Regions from separate parts of the Sus scrofa genome. Here region 2 is linked to region 1. Evidence: chromatin contacts called from public promoter capture Hi-C data. All regions are on one chromosome and are shown on one strand. The core of a region is the stretch at or near the end of the contact, and the rest is flanking DNA. Distances in the headings are between cores, read along the strand shown. Region 1 holds the start of MYL9 (myosin light chain 9). Region 2 holds the start of LOC102165279 (transcription initiation factor TFIID subunit 4-like).

Region 1 (7,880 bases), core at 3,300-5,799:
TAAGATAATACCTGCAGAGCTGCTCCTCGTTAGTGTTATTATTTGCTGTTCTTGTTTTTTATCCAGAAGGCTGTGACAGATCTGTGGCCCCACTCACATGAGCTACAAATAGGAGTGTTGATTTTTCCGGGTAGATGCCAGGGCTCTTACGGCCCTACATGCAGGTGCTGCCTCATAAACGTGAGGGAGCCTTGGTGTCCCTGTCTCCTCTGAGCCTCGCACACTCTGGTGTGTCCCCATGGGATGGCTGAGGCCTGAAGAGCTGTGACATCAAGACATCACAGCTCTTCCCCTCATCAGGCCTCAGTCCTCCTTCCAGCTGGTGACCGCATCAGGGAGGGAAGCTTCAGGCGATCCTGGCCTGAGGCTGGGAGAGATGTGGTGCCGAGGGTGGGGACAGTGTCTGATGTCAGCCCTCCTGCTCCCTCAGGTCACTTGGTCCTCCCATCAGACACCTGGGGGTGGGGGAACATGAGGGCCAGGGTCACCATGGCAGAGGAGGGGAAGTGGGCACAGAGTAGGGCTGCCCAGCTGTGAGCGGCAATGCCAGGGACTGACCCAGGCCTATCCGCCATAGGCTGCCGCCTCTGCTGCCAGAGACCCCCCCTCCTCAGCCAGTGTCTGGCCCAGACGCTCTTGCCTGGAAGAAGGGAGTGCCAGAAATGGACTGAGGGGGGTTGTCTGTGGCCAGCACATGGGGAGGGAAGGGGGGCGCAGAGCCACAAGTGGGGGTGTGGCTGGTGTCTGGGGGCTTGGCTTCTGGGCCCCAGTTTCCCCATCTGAGCAATGGTGAAATGTACTGGATTCCTGAGCCCGTTTAGCTCTAGATTCTGATTCTGGAGGTCACTGGAGTCAGTCCCTCAGAGCCTGGCACAAGTGACCTCTGAAGGAGGGGGAGGTGCCCTGACCTCCCCCTCTGGGCCTCGGTTTCCCCATCTGTGCAGTGGGAAGTCTGTGGGCCTGACTGGGTTCAAGTCTGGTGCCCATCCACTCTGTGCCCATTTCCCTATCTGCTAAGTGGAGAAAGGGATGGCAGCTGCCCTCCAGGGCGGGTACCTTGTGTCAGTGCACAGGAAGTGTTCCGTAAGGGCTGGGCAGCCCTGCTGCCTGCTCCAGCTGAAGCCCCTCCTGGGCCCACTTAGACCCCCAGCCCCTGCTCACCCAGTGAGGCCAGCATGTCATGCAAGTCCTCCTTGTCAATGAAGCCATCTCGGTTCTGGTCGATCATGTTGAAGGCCTCCTTAAACTCCTGGATCTGGGACTGGTCGAACATCGCGAAGACATTGGATGTGGCCCTCTGTGGCCGCTTCTTGGTGGTCTTGGCCTTGGCCCGTTTACTGGACATCTTGGCTGCAGGCGTGTGGGACTTTCCTGCAGGCAGTGGGTGTGGGGAGGAGAGCCTTTGACCCCAGTTCACCTGTCAGTGCCTGAGCCTGGTGTTTGTGCTCCCTCAGCCTTGGGGCTCCTGCCACCCAGTGCATCACAAAAGCAGACACGGGGTGGATTCTGTGTGATCTGAGACAATTCCCTCCACCTTCTGGGGTGAGTTTCCTCATCCGAGTGCCCAGCATGAGGGATTACTTGACTTAGTGCCCGAGAAGCCCCTGGCATGGTGCCCGGCACAGAGGAAGCTATTTTTGCTATGACTGTTTGGGTAAGACACTTAGGATTGGGTTCCATGCCAACCATTTCGGCGCTTTATCTCCTTTAATCCTTAATAGCATTTACACTGTCCAGCTCTCTCCAAGTGACAAGGTGGGTCCACGTTGGGAGGCTCCAAGGCTCCCTGCCCCCACCAGCAGGAAGGAGCTGGGTCAGCGGCCCTGGCCCTGCATTCCTGACATTCCTCCTCCTCCCCGTCCCTCTGCCCTCCCTGCTAAGGTTCGGGAGGCCAGTGCTCTGGGCAGTCTCCCTTCCCCCACCTGCCCACACTTGACCAGCACCCAAGGGTGGGTGATAGGCCTGACTTGGGCCCTACTCCTGTTCTCACCCCTCATTGCTTATGGGGGCCTAAAGGTCCCCCAGACTGAGAACCCCAGCTTCTTGTCACCCTTGTTTAGATCTGGCCTCTCAGCCTCCAGCCGGTCTCACCCATTGTGTACAGACCCAGACCTGCACCTGTCACTTCACCTTGAAGCCCTTGAAGTTTCCTGCCATCCCCCCGCCACCCCTCTCCTCTGCTCCAGCAAGTGTCATCTCCTTGGCCTGGCATTTAAGGCCCTGTGCGAACCCCTCCTGCCCTTCTCTCTGACTGGCCATGGAGTCCCTCACGGCATTCCTTCCACCACTTGTCATCCTGCCAAGCTACACCTCTGGCTACCCAGACACCCCTAGACTTTCCTTCTTGATCCCCCCACACACCAGGAATGCCCTTCCTTCTCTAGCCTAGTTCTTCAGACACCCCTTAGGGAGCAGGTCCGCCACCCTGACTTTGACCGTAGGCAGTTAAAGGTCTCTTTCCCTCACAATTGATCGGGGCTGATGTAAATCCTGATTTACACCGAAGGCCACGGTGGAGCTAATAGATGCTTGTTTTAGTGAATGACTGGGAGGGTTACGGTGGCCAGCCTACTGGCCCCACTGTACAGATGGGGAAGCTGAGGCCCAGCAAGGGCTCTTTCCCTGAACTCTTGTCGTGGCTGCTGGGGGCTGTGTCCCTGAAGACCTAGGGCTGTGTGCTCCTCCGCTGGGATGGTTGTGGGCTGGCCGAGGCCCTGGGACTGCTCCGTGCTCTTTCCTCTGCCCTGAGTCCCTGTGGTCAAGAATCTCCAGGAAGCCTTAAATGCTCCTCGGGCTATCTCCAGGCTTTTGTCCCATGACCCCATTCAAGTCATTCTCAGTCTTCAGCCTTGCGATAGTAAACCCTGAGCTGGGATGCTGGCCAGCCCTAGCCCTTCCCCAGAGCCACAGCTGCCTGTGGTCATGAGACCGTCCCACTGTGTCCCACTGGACCGATGCACCTGGCTCTCAGTTTCTCATGTGGTTCAGGGTGGGTAGACAAAAGCCTTTCTCACCCACAGCTTGGGTGAGAGTGGGATGGTGCCGTCGGCTAGGAATGCCATTCTCTCTTGTGGGGCCCTGTCCTTCCCTGAGCCAGATGTCCTCTGGGAACTCTGACTCACGGCACCCACAGAAAGTAGCCGAGGAGAGGTCCACTGTGCCCGGCAGAGGCTGCGATGGTCATCACTGTCAGTACTCCCACCCCGACTGTAAAGTTCTAGGGCAGACGTGGCAGGAGGAGAGAGAAAGCCACGGCCAGGGGCAGGAGTGGCCAAGAGCTCACCCACTGCTCTGATCCTGGCTCAGCCCCTCTGCCTCCATGGCTACCCCAACCCCACCCTCTTCTGTTGAGGGGCCATGATAGGGCTTAGAGCACTGACCTTTACAGTGTCTCTCCCAGCAATATTGGGAAGTAGGGTGGGGAGAGTGGGGTGTCCCCCACAGTGCAGTTAAAAGAGTTGAGGCCCAGGAAGTGGCATGCCCATGAGAGGTAGAGTCCAGCTGGAAGCCAGGACTCCTGGGCTGGGCCTGCATCAGCGGGTGGCAGATGGCCTTTCATGGTCAGCTGATGGCAGTTGAGGGGCTGAGGACTCTGTGACCAGAGGCAATTTCTAGTCTTGGTTGAGGGGCTGGGGTCAGAAACAGGCTGGGCTCTTAGCCCTAGATCCGTGCCCTTTCCTCCTGGGGGTCCTGGACACCAGGGATCAGATGGGATTGGCACTCAGCCCGGCTGCAGCTGGGTGCCACCTCCCCCTTTTGGTGCCTGAAATCCCACTGTAACAGCAAAGACAAGGCCTGTGTTCCCGCCGTGGTCACTTTAGCTGGCAGTGCGGGATGCCTCCTTGGTAAACTCACCTCATCTGAGCGTTGGGAGGAGAGGGGACCAGTACCTGCAGCCTCTCTGGGTGAGGGGGTGAGCCCAGGGCCCTTGGCGGCGCTTCCCCACCCAATATGTCCTGGTGCGCAGAGGGCTCAGAGCTGGGAAGCCCGGGTGCGCAGCACATACCCTCAGTGCGCGTGGGCAGAGGTTACCCCAGTTATCCCTCTCTCCTACCCCAGGAGGAGGGGGGGGACACGGATACTCTGGAGGACCCTGACAGGGCTCAGTTTCCTGTCTGTGACACCCATAGGTCCACTAGGCAGGGGACAGCGGCGACCATAGCCCCCTCCCGTCCTCCCGGACTGGGCATCACTAACTTCACAGCGAAGGGGCCGGGCCGGCAGTCTGGCGTCGTCATAGGCCCCCTTGGTTCCGGAGCCAGGAGTAGTCTCCCTGCTCCCCAGCCCCAGCCAGAGTCCCCCCAGCCCTTCCAGCTACGCTTGCCCTGAGACCCTCCGAAACCCAGCCGCCTCCACCCTGCCCCATCCCCAAGTTGGGGCCGCGGCCATCACACCGCAGCCTCCAGACCACCTGGGCTCCCACCTGGTGCGGAGAAGGCGCCGGCTCGGTGCGCGGAGCGGGTGCGGAGCCGGGGCTGGCCGGGCGTCGGTGGGGTCCGGGCTGGCGCGGTGGGGGCGCGGGGCGGGGCGCGGCGCCGGGCCTTACAAGGCAGAAGAATGTGCGGCGGCGGGGCGGGGGCGGGGCGGGGGCGGGGCTGCAGCAGCCCGGCCTTATTTGGCTTCGACCCACAGGCCGGGCTGGGGAGTTCCCCGGCGAACCCTTAGGCTGTGAGGGCCTTCCCCACGTGGGCCGGAGAGGGGGAGGGGATGGGGATTGGGGTGGGGGGGCTGGACAGCCCCGGCAAGGGGGTTATCGGGCTGGCCCTTCCTCTCCAGCGAGGCAGGCAGAACGTCCAGGGACCCGCCCCCCCAGTCCTACCCCCACCTTCCCCCAAAGGCCCGCCGCCCGGCCCCTTCCCCGGGGAAGGCTTCCTTCCACCAGGCCAAGTATGGCTTTTTTCCAGTCCCAAAGAAGAGGCGTGTGGGAGAAGACCCACCATCCTCAGGCAGAGCCACCAGTCAGGCTCCCGTGGGTGTGGGGCGGACATGGGAGTAGGTGGGACTTCGCCTGGGGCAGCCCACCTCGGCCAAGTCACTCTCCTCTCTAGCCGCCCTCAGTTTCCTCACCTCTAAAATGAGTGGCCAGGAAGAGCCACCCCCCAGCCCCAGCCAGTGAGGGAGCCTGGGGACCCTGAGAGCATCCTTGCTAAAGGCGCTGCACCTTCTTCCCCTTCTTGTTGGCCTGCGTCAGAGGATGGAGTCTGGGAGGACAGACCCATCAGGCCCTGTCCCCTCTCTCTCTTTTTTTTTTTTTTTTTTTTTTTTTTGTCTTTTTGCCTTTTCTAGGGCCGCTCCGCAGTATATGGAGGTTCCCAGGCTAGGGGTCAAGTCAGAGCTGTAGCCACTGGCCTATGCCACAGCCACAGCAACACCAGATCCAAGCCGGGTCTGCAACCTACACCACAGCTCCCGGCAACGCCAGATCCTTAACTCACTGAGCAAGGCCAGGGATTGAACCCAAAACCTCATGGATCCTAGTCAGATTTGTTAACCACTGAGTCACAACGGGAACTCCCCTGTCCCTCATTTTGACCCTTGAGCCAACCCCTTACCCATCAGCCCCTACCTTCCCTTTGATCCAAACAGACCTTCTCAAGGGAACTTTTCAACACCCAACTACTCTGTGAATATGAACTGACATCTGCTACCTGCCAGGCACTGTGCTGGCTGCTGGGGAAATAGCAGTGAACTAAAATCCTTGCCCTCAGAAAGCATTTGTTCTTGTTGGGGAAAATAGCATCAACAAGCAGCTATATGGCTTGGAGGGTAGAAATAAGTGCGTCGGAGAATAAAACAATGGGAGGTGAGAGAGAAAGTCACAGGAGGTGAGGGCTGCCTCCCAGGAAGTGACATTTGGGCAGAGCTGAAGGAGGTGAAGGGGCAGCCCCTGCAGAAGCCGGGTAGGGGGAGCTTGCCCAGCTCAGGGTCAGGGAGGTCAGTGTGACTGAGGGGAGGGGGCTGGGAGATGAGGTCTGAGAAGCAGTAGAGACCTAGCCCAGGGCTCCGCATGTTGCCGGAAAACTGAGTTTGCCTCTTGGTGGGTGTCAAGCCAATAGACCCAAGCAAGCCAAAGATCAGGAGAAGGAAGGATTCATTATTATTTGCAGCAAATAAGGAGAACACCAGGGATCTTTCCCAAAGCAGTGTCTCCTTGACAGTTTTCGGCTAAGGGTACATGCATATTCATGAAGGGGCTCAAGCAGAGAATTCCCACATAGAATTGGGCCCAAAGTTTTCGGAGTCCAGCTTTAGTTGAATGAAGTCTGGAGGGGCTAGAGCCTCCTTCCATCCCCCACCTGAGCTTAGTTCCTGCAGAACTCAAAGGTACATTATTATGTAATATCCCTTGAGGAAGAACTAGGACTCTGCTTTATCACTGGCACTGTTGTTTGACTAGCTTTTCTCTGATCCTGCATTCTTTTCTTCCCTTAAGATCTTTAATCACAGGACCTATTCAAGGGTGTGGCCAGGCTTAGATCACAGAAATGGCTTTGGCCAAGATGGCTTCTCTTATGTCAAGAAACCCATTCCTGGTTCTCTTTCTCTGGGGACGCCCAGCCTATCTGCTTACACGTGTAGGCACTGTCAGATATCAGAGTTGGAGAAGGGTGGCAAGATCGGGCTTGTGTTTTAACTAAATCCCTCTTGGGTGAGGTTGGGAAGCAGGGAGACCATTGAGGAGCTAGTCAGCAGGATGATGTGTCCAGACTAGTGTGGTGGAAGTGCGAGAAGGGGTGGGGTTCTGGACACATTTTAAATTGCATCCAGTAGGATTTTTGCATGGATTAGTATGTGTGTGAGGGTTAAAGGAGAATTCCAAGGGTTGTGGCCTGACAGTGGGAGAGAAAGAGCTGCCGTTTTCTAAGATGAGTTGGTGGTGGAAGAAGCAGTTTTGGAGAGATCAGAAATTCTGTTTTGGACATATTAATTTTTAAAAACTTTATTTTGAAATAGTTTCAAATTTATAATAAGAACTATATAAAGAGCTCTTGTATACTTTCATTTAGATTTTCCAGTTGTTAACATTTGGCTTTATTATATTTTCCTGTGTGTGTATCCAACCCCCAACTATTTGAGACTTGCACACATCAAGCCTCTTTACTTCGAAATACTTTATTTTTTTTTAATGATTTTTATTTTTTTCCATTATAGCTGGTTTACACTGTTCTGTCAATTTTTTACTGTACAGCAAGGTGACCCAGTTACACATAAACATACATACATTCTTTTTTCTCACATTATCATGCTCCATCATAAGTGACTAGACATAGTTCCTGGTACTATGAAATATGTTAGTATCTCCTAAAAAGGGGATTCTATTACATATCCATAATACAATGATTAAAATCAGGAAGATTTTTTAATTAAAGTTGATATACAGCATTATATAAGTTACAGGTGTACAATATAGTGATTTATAATTTTTAGTTAATACTCCACTTAGAGTTGTTATAAAATATTGGCTGTGTTCCCTGTGTTGTGCATCATTATGTCCTTGTAAAACTCAGGAAGATATTAGCATCGATTCAATACCGTTGGCTAATTTACAGTCCATCTTCTACTTTTGCCATTTACCCCCAATTGTGTCCTTTATAAAAATTTTTTTTTCTGGCCCAGCAGCCAGTCCAAGGTTATGACATTTCGTGGCTCTCCTTTTACACATGTGTGTATGGTAAAATAACAAAATTTACCATTTTCACCATTTTTAAGGTTACTGTTCAGTGGCACTGGGCACCTTCTCACTGTTGTACCGCCCTCTGACTCCAGAACTTCTTCCCCTTCCCCAGCGTAGTTTCTGTAGCGATTAAACAGCAACTCCCTGTTCTTTTCCCTCGGCTCCTGTGCAGCCACCATTCTCCTTTCTGCCTCTAGGAATGCGA
Region 2 (7,880 bases), core at 2,398-4,897, 310 kb before region 1:
TGTGTGCCTGAGCTGGACACTGCTCAGTAGTGCAACACAACAGGCTCTCAAGCTGAATGGCCTTGGGTTCAAATCAGTCCCAGCCCTGCCACTTCCAAGCTGTATGACCTTGAACTAGCATTCCAGTTATCCATGGCTGTGTAACAAAGTACCCCCCAAGTTAGTGGCTTAGAACAGTATTTATTTTGCAGTTTGGGACAACTCATTTCTGCTCCACTTGGCATCAGCTGGGGTAGCAACAAGACTGGAGGCTGAATCATCTGAAGTTTCCCTCTCTCACATGTCTGGGGCTTAGTGGGGACCAGAGTTGGAGGTGTTGGCTGGAACATGAGGCCTGGGCTTCGTTTCAACATGGTGGCTCCAAAGGAGAGTGGACTGAGAAAAAAGAGAGAGAGAGAGAGAGAGAAACAGGTAGAAAGATTGAGCTGGTCAGAGCCATATTGCCTTTTATGATCTAGCTTCAGAAGTCACACTGTCACTTCTGCCATCCTCAGTTGGTTCAGGCAGTCACAAAAGTTGCTCAGGTTCAAGGGGAGGGAACATTGACAATTGGAAGAGTGTCAATGCCACACTGTAAAAAGAATAATTGAGATGAGCTGTATATTTCTGTGCCTATCTTTGAAAAATACAATCAGCTGCAAGCAGTTCCTAACCTTTCTGGGATCCTCTGCTGAGTGTTGAGGACAGAGCCTGGCCTCCCCACCTGCGTGGAACCAATTCTGGATCCTTGGCAAGTCTTACTCCTTTTGTGGCTTCCCTGGTCTGAACTGAGCTCAAGTCCAGAGCCTCCACCTGGGCACTCTCCCCAACCCCAGGGCTCCTCCCTACTAGGTCCTGGATGCTCCCCAGGCTCTCCTGGGGCTGCAGTATGAATTCATGACTCCCCAAGTTCAAAGACATTCAGAGCTCAGCCCCCTGCTCAGCCATGGGTTTGTCAGGAGTGGCTGAGCAGCCTGCCCTAGCATGTCCCCTGCCCAGAGTCACACTACCCAACATCTCCAAGCCCACATTCTGCATGGAGGGAGAAACTGGAGCTCGGAGAGGGAAACAATTTCCAGGAGCCACATAGCATCTCTCTGTGCCAGACCAGAACAAGCCTACAAAAATGGAGGCATCAGAACTAGAAGGTTGTCTGTTACATCAAACTAGACCAAGTGGGATCTTCTGTGGCTGGGGAAGTAGGAAGGCTTGTCCTGGGCTTTGCCCCTGTGCTATGCCGTGCCACCCTGTTTTTGATGTGTCTTTTGTGGCCCATCTCCCCCCTATATTGTGTGCTCCATGAGGTCAGGTACTCACCACTGACAAGCTCACTACTGTGTCCCTCAGGGTCCCGTCTGGTGCCTGTGGGCTGGGTGGGTGGAGAGTCACTGGGGACAGGACAACTGATGCCTTGCCAGGAGGGCGTGAGAATGCCCCTGAAGAAGTGTTTGCAGAGAACCTGCTGAGTGGTACTGCTTCTCACCTGGCTCTGTGGGGAGCACCTGGAGGACAGATCTGAGGATGGAGGAGGCACCCACACACCTAGACGCACCTAGATGGGGATGAGAAGCTGTGCCTCCTCCAAGAGGGCGACCCGCAGGAGGAGTGTATTCACTGCTGTTGGGGAGGTGGGACAGAAACACAGAAGCGGACCTAGGGCCAGTGGTGTGTCAAGGGCAGAAGGAGGTGAGCTAACAGGACTGGGGGAGTAGAGGAAGAAGGAGAAAATGGGCAGGAGGAGGGAAGAGGAGAAAGGGAAAAGGGAGAGGGGGAGAAGGGGGAGGGAAAGGAAATGAGGAGAGGGAGGAAGAAGCTGCAGAGGGGTAAACACCGCCCTGACCCCCCTTCCTCCCCGCCCCCCGCCCCGCAAGGGGTGCCACCCTGAGGTTGAGCGCCAGCCCACAGGACAGCCAAAGGACTTCACCACGTGGCTCTGTCCAGCGGTGGCTCGGTGGTATGGGGAGGGGGGTGGTGCGGGGAAGGTGTGACAGACACACGGAAAAATCAACAACACAGGAGCACAGCCTGGAAGGAAAGAAACGACACCCATCAGAGCTGGGGCTCCGGGGTCGTCCGGAGTTACTCTTGGGAGAACGCGTAGGGGATCAGAGCCACCGTGTCCGGCCTGGATCAGCCCCACAGTAGCCAAAACCTATTCCTAGAGCACCCGCTGGTCTGACTTCTCAGAACGGGTCGCCTCCATTTTAGCCAAGCAGAGCCTGAGAGCAGTCTCTGATCCCCTATCAGGGTAGGGGGAAGCGGTAGTACGCCCGGGTCAAGACGTGCAGAGCCGGGCATTCATCCAGGGCTCCACGCTCCCAACAGTTGTGAGAGGGAAGCCGAAGCAGAAGGTGTGGATCTGCGAGGTTGGGATTCCATCCCCGCTCTGCCACTGACTGACCTTGGGTTAATCGTGTGCCCGCCCTAGGCATCACTTTACGCATCTGTACAATGGGATAATCCGTCTCGCTCTGCGAGGTTCGGGGGGCGGAGTTCGCGCACGCTCCGCACAGCCGCGAGGGGCGAGGGACTCGGCGTGTATATGGATGCTGGCTCCAGCGATCTGAGGTCTGCCCGGCCTCTGCCTGGCAGTCCTCCCTCTCGCCGCTCGCGCGACCCCTGCTCGGACGCGGGGAGCAGGGGGGCCTCCGCCGGGTGCGCTCTCCGGGCCGGCAGGGGAGGGGGCGGCGGCGGAGCGGAGGAGAAAGGAGCCCGGGCCGCGGCGGACCCGGCCCGCCTGACCCTCGAGGGGGTCGCTGTTGCCTCGCAGATCCCTCCCTCGCTCGCTGCCTGCGTCCCTCCCTGCCGCTCCCGCCGCGTCCGCCTTTTGTTCGCGGAGCCGCGCGCCCCCGAGCCCAGGCGGCGGGGCGGGGAGCTGGCGGGGCTGCGCGGGGGCGGGCCGCGCCGGGCGGAGCCGGGGCCCGGGCCGCAGCCGGACTCGGAGCCCGAGGGAGCGATAGGCGCGCTGGCAGCCGGGGCCCGGGCGCGCTCCGGGGGCGCGGCGAGGCCGAGGGGGCGGGCGCCGGGCGGAGCCGGAGCCGGAGCCGGGGCGCCTGGAGGCGATCGGGCCGCTCTCTCCGAGCTCAGAGTAGCGGAGAGACCGTGCGGCGGGAGTCGGGGCCAGAGCGCAGCCCGGGAGCTGAGGTGGGCCGAGAGCAGACGCGGCCCGAGCGGCAGGAGAGGCGCCGGGGACCTCCCCCCGGGCGCGGAGGCCGGGCGGGCCCGGGCCATGCCTGCAGCTCACTGAGGCCAAGGGAGGCCGCGATGGAGGTGCCGGCGGGGGAGCCCCCTGCTCGGGGCTGCGGCCCCCCGCCCGCGCCAGCCCCTGAGAGGAAGAAGAGCCACCGAGCGCCGTCGCCGGCCCGACCCAAGGACGTGGCCGGCTGGTCGCTGGCCAAGGGCCGCCGCGGCCCAGGCCCGGGCGCCGCAGCCGCCTGCAGCTCCGCGTCCTCGGCGCGGCCGGACAAGAAGGGGCGTGCGGTGGCGCCCGGGGCGCGGGGAGCAGGGACGCGGGTGGCCGGGGTCCGCACCGGGGTCCGCGCCAAGGGCCGTCCGCGCCCAGGCACCGGGCCGCGACCGCCGCCACCGCCGCCCAGCCTCACCGACAGCAGCTCAGAGGTGTCGGACTGCGCGTCGGAGGAGGCGCGTCTGCTGGGCCTGGAGCTGGCGCTGAGCAGCGACGCCGAGTCAGCGGCCGGGGGCCCGGCGGGGGCCCGCACTGGGCAGCCGCCGCAGCCCGCGCCGCCCGCTCAGCAGCCTCCGCGGCCTCCCGCCTCCCCGGAGGAGCCGTCGGTGGCCGCGTCGTCGGTGGGCAGCAGCCGCCTGCCACTCAGCGCCTCGCTCGCCTTCTCCGACCTCACGGAGGAGATGCTGGACTGCGGGCCCGGCGGCTTCATGAGAGAGCTGGAGGAGCTGCGCTCGGAGAACGACTATCTCAAGGTGGGGGCGCTGGTGGGGGAATGGGAGGCCGCGGGAGGCGTGGGTGGCAGCCCCTCTGGCCAGAGGCACCAGCTGGCCGCTGCCCCAACGCCTGAGCTGGAAAGGGGCCTAAACCCTCAGGGGCACCCTGAGGTCTGCCTGGGGCTCCCCCGCATTCCGCTCCTTACTGTGTCTGGGAAACCTTCTCCTGAGGGAGGAACCTGGAAGCGGAGACTGCCCAAAGGCGCCTGGTTGGGGAAGGGGGCCTTGGAAGAAGTGCTTTGGAGGATGCCTAGGTGCGGTACTTGGGATGGAGGTGGGTAATCAATCAGTGAGGGGCTGGGCCTCTGATTCAGCTGCTCAGAACCCCCACCCCCACCCCAGGCCAGAGGCCAGACCTTTGGGGGCTCTCCTTTCCGGAAGAGGCGCTGGTCTGCACTGCTGCCAGGAAGACCCATGCCATCCCCTGCCAAGGAGAGGCCAGAACACCATCCTGAATCTTAACCCAGGGCTTTCCTGGCCCAGGCCTGTCCCTGCCTGCTTTTCAGGGCGGGTCCCGTTTGAAAGCATGACATCTGGGAACATCCCCTTGGCTGGAGTCCGACTTCCGCCCAGTCTAACGGTCCCACAGCCCGGGAGGATGATGTTGTGGGAGAACCGGTTCAGAGGCAGCTTCCTAAATCCCAGGATATTGTCTTCTGCTTAGTTTGGGACAGGCCCTGTACACACAGTGAATGCGTTGGTGCTTCACTGCCAGTGCCCATCTTCTTCCCATGTTACCAGTGCGAGGAGGGGCTCTGACATCCCAAAAGAGCATCCCTCTGGGTGTGTGGGGGCCTGAGAGCTTCCATGGGAGAACAGACTTTGCCTTCACCCCTGCAGGGGACATGAACACCTACTGGGTGCAGGCCAGGCTCTGTCTGTTCACTGCCTGGCACCGAGGCAGCCTCAGGGACAGCCCAGCCCTTATGTGTTGATGTTGGCCTGGGAGACTGGAAGCTTCGTGGGTTCTAGTGCCACGAGCTGGGCATGGTTTTGGAAGAGGCTGAAATGTTACCTACTCTTATCAGTTGATGTCCTGGCACAGCACCCAGGGCATCCCTGGCTAAGAGCCGCCGAGTTAATGGCACTCTGCTGATTTATGTCTGCCCAGCAACACTTAGCTTTGCATTGGCCTCTGGCCAGAGGGTTTCTCTCTCGTTAAGAGTTTTTGGGATATTGCTTAACTGTGCCTTTCCCTCCCCTCTTCCCCCAAGATCTATTATCCAATGTGGGTTTAGTAACTGCTTGTTGATTAGAGGGACAGGGTCTGTCTGAAAATGGATAATCAACCCTTTCAGCCTCTAACCTTTCCTCAGGGCAGGCCTCAGTTTCCTCATCTGTTAAATGGGAGGGGAAGTCTTCCTAAAGACCCCATTCAGTGTTGACAGTGGAAGGTTCGGTCGGCTCCAGTGGGCTTTAAAAGCCAGTGATGAGGAGAAGACGTGTGAAGGATGGGTTTGGAGGAGGGAGACAAGCCAGGAGGTCCAGCCCTGCCCTCTTGGTGCTCTGAGCTCCTTCGGTGCTCCCTGCTGAGCTGCTCTGTACCCAGATCCCCAAGCTCCTCACTCCTGCCTCCTGGCCCACACTCCTCACCCCAGCAAAGGAAGAAGGGCCATTGAGCTTTGCTTCAGGGTCTCATACACCCACCCTGTGGGCTCCTGTTCATTGGGCAGAGCTCTGGAGTCTGTCTGAGCCACCCATGACTGTTAAGATGGAAAACAGTTCCAGAAGGCTAGGGATTGAGTCTAAGGTCTCACACAGGCCGAGACCTGGCTGGGGACCTCCCACTGCCTGATCCAGGGCTCAGCCTCAGTTTCCCCCATTCATTCAGTGTTTCTGGTTTCCTGTGCAGGCTTCAGGTCCCTATTAGATCTGGGGTCTGTGCCTCCCTGGCTGTGTGATCTAGGAGAAGTTACTTAATGTCTCTGGACTTCAGTTTCCTTGTTGTAGAAAGGGATATCACCCATCTTCCAGCCTTAAGGGTTAAATGAGATCATGTGTGCAAACGCCACTAGAGCACCGGGCATGTTGTGAGCCTCAGATGAGGGTAGTTGTGATCATTGCTATTCTCAAGGAGTGTGACATATTTCTGTGGGCGCTTATCATGTTCTCTTGTGGACTCTGTGGGGGCAGAATAGATCCTTCTCTCCACCCGAAGCAGTGCTGGCCCCTCATTCATTTACCAACTATTGATTTAATGCCTACTGTGTACCAGGCACTAGCGCAGAGGATACAGCCATGGACGAGGATGAAGTGTCTGTTTTCATGGGGCTATCAGTCTAGTGGTCTAGACCAGGATTAAACCATAGTCATACAGTGCATCACAGTATGGATCACGATAAAGGTGGGGAGGCACACAGTGTGCCCAGAGCACATGAAAGTGGGGCAGGGGGTGCCAAGGGAGGCTGGGGGCTGAAGGGTGAGATGGAGCCAGCTGAATAAGGAGCTGGAGTAAGACCATTCCAGGCTGAGGAAAGTAGGAAAAAGCTTGTGGATTTCGGAACTCCTGTCGTGCCTCAGTGGTTAACAAATCTGACTAGCATCCATGGGGACGTGGGTTCGATCCCTGACCTTGCTCAGTAGGTTAAGAATCCAGTGTTGTGGTGAGCTGTGGTGTAGGTTGCAGATGTGCCTTGGATCTTTTGTGACTGTGGCTGTGGCGTAGGCCAGTGGCTACAGCTCTGATTCAACCCCTAGCCTGGGAACCTCCATATACTGCGGGTAGAGAGAAAGGAAGGAAGGAAGGAAGAACGAACGAACGAACTTGTAGATTTCAACGCCAGAGAGAGTAAGGAGGTTGGCTGGGAGAGATTGTGTAGTTACCACTGGGTACACGTGGGTCAGTCCCTGAACTTCTCTAGAGCTTTGTTTAAGCCAGCTGCCAACCTTTATGGGCAAGGTGGAAGATCTAGAGACTGTGGGCATGGGCCATAATGTAGAGGCTGTGACCAGAGGTGGTGGTGTGTTCATTCTGCAGATGGGTAAACTGTGGCCACAGTGGGGAAGGGACACACTCCAGGTTCCAGAGCCAGTTATCCAGGCAGCCAGTCTTGGCGTAATAGTACATTGTACTCTTGACGTGTTCCTGCCCCTCTGGGCCACTTTGCTTCTAAGATGCAGGAACTGAGTTAACAGGAGGACTCCAGATCCCCAGTGTGTCTCCAGCAGGCCACGTGCTACCTGGGTTGAGTCCCACTGAGTCTGGTGTGGCCCTGCTGGAGCTTACCTCCCAGCCGATGGTGGTGGGGGGGTGGCAGCACTGGGAACTGTCACCTGGGGATGGCCTTGCAAGTGACAGCAGATCTCCTGTGTCAAGAGGCTTGCTCTGGAGCCTGAGTGGGGAAGGTGCCAGTGGGGCAGCTTATTCCCAGTGAGACACCAGAAGGAGCTGCTACAGAGAAGGGTGTGAGCTTGCTGTCACTTGAGTTATTCAGAGTCATGCTGAATGACCTGCATGCTGGTTAAAGACATGGCATTCGTGGAAAACAGCTTGTAAACTGTACAGAACAGTGGTGGTTGTGACCACTTGAGGAGGACATAGGAGGGAGATTTATGTGGTGGCCATAATTGAATTGCCTGACCTCAGGGTCCCTTTTAGCCAAAGAAGTCTGGAGGTTATTAACTTTTAAGGTGCCAAGATTCTAAGATGCAGCTTTGACTGCAGAGCAGACACAGGGACTGTTTGATCTTCAAAACCCTGGTGATCCAAGGTTTTCCAGCTTCCCATCACCACTAACTATGGCTTATGTACTGTGTGAGGACATGCTGGGAACCCAGTGGGTGTGGATGGAACAATCAGAGTTGGAACCTAAGGACCTGGCTTTGAGACCTGACTCTGCCATTTACTGTGTGACTATGAGCAAGTTACTTGGCCTCTCTGGGCTCTCTCACGCTCTCTCTCTCTCTCTTTTTTTTTTTCTTTTTCGTCTCTACAATGAAAG

The links. Promoter capture Hi-C pulls out the DNA fragments that hold promoters and counts their contacts.
Region 2: a contact with region 1 is called in a promoter capture Hi-C map of fetal skeletal muscle, with 3 times the contacts expected there. The contact joins the promoter of LOC102165279 here to the promoter of MYL9 in region 1. A contact is called at or near these places in 1 of 5 promoter capture datasets (fetal skeletal muscle) and 2 of 2 datasets of contacts at active chromatin or transcription factors (alveolar macrophages and skeletal muscle).

Annotation. Positions count from the first base shown.
Region 1 is chr17:39,784,834-39,792,713 of Sscrofa11.1, reverse strand. MYL9 (myosin light chain 9) reads right to left here and starts at 4,549. Exons shown (of 4, transcript NM_001244472.1): 1 at 4,424-4,549; 2 at 1,162-1,371. The coding sequence starts at 1,345. The region is part of intron 2 of LOC110257438 (a long non-coding RNA gene); the gene reads left to right.
Region 2 is chr17:40,094,166-40,102,045 of Sscrofa11.1, reverse strand. LOC102165279 (transcription initiation factor TFIID subunit 4-like) reads right to left here and starts at 3,647. Exons shown (of 3, transcript XR_002340154.1): 1 at 3,582-3,647; 2 at 1,297-2,004; 3 at 1-375. It overlaps SOGA1 (protein SOGA1), which reads left to right and starts at 3,244. Exons shown (of 15, transcript XM_005672920.3): 1 at 3,244-3,918. The coding sequence starts at 3,244.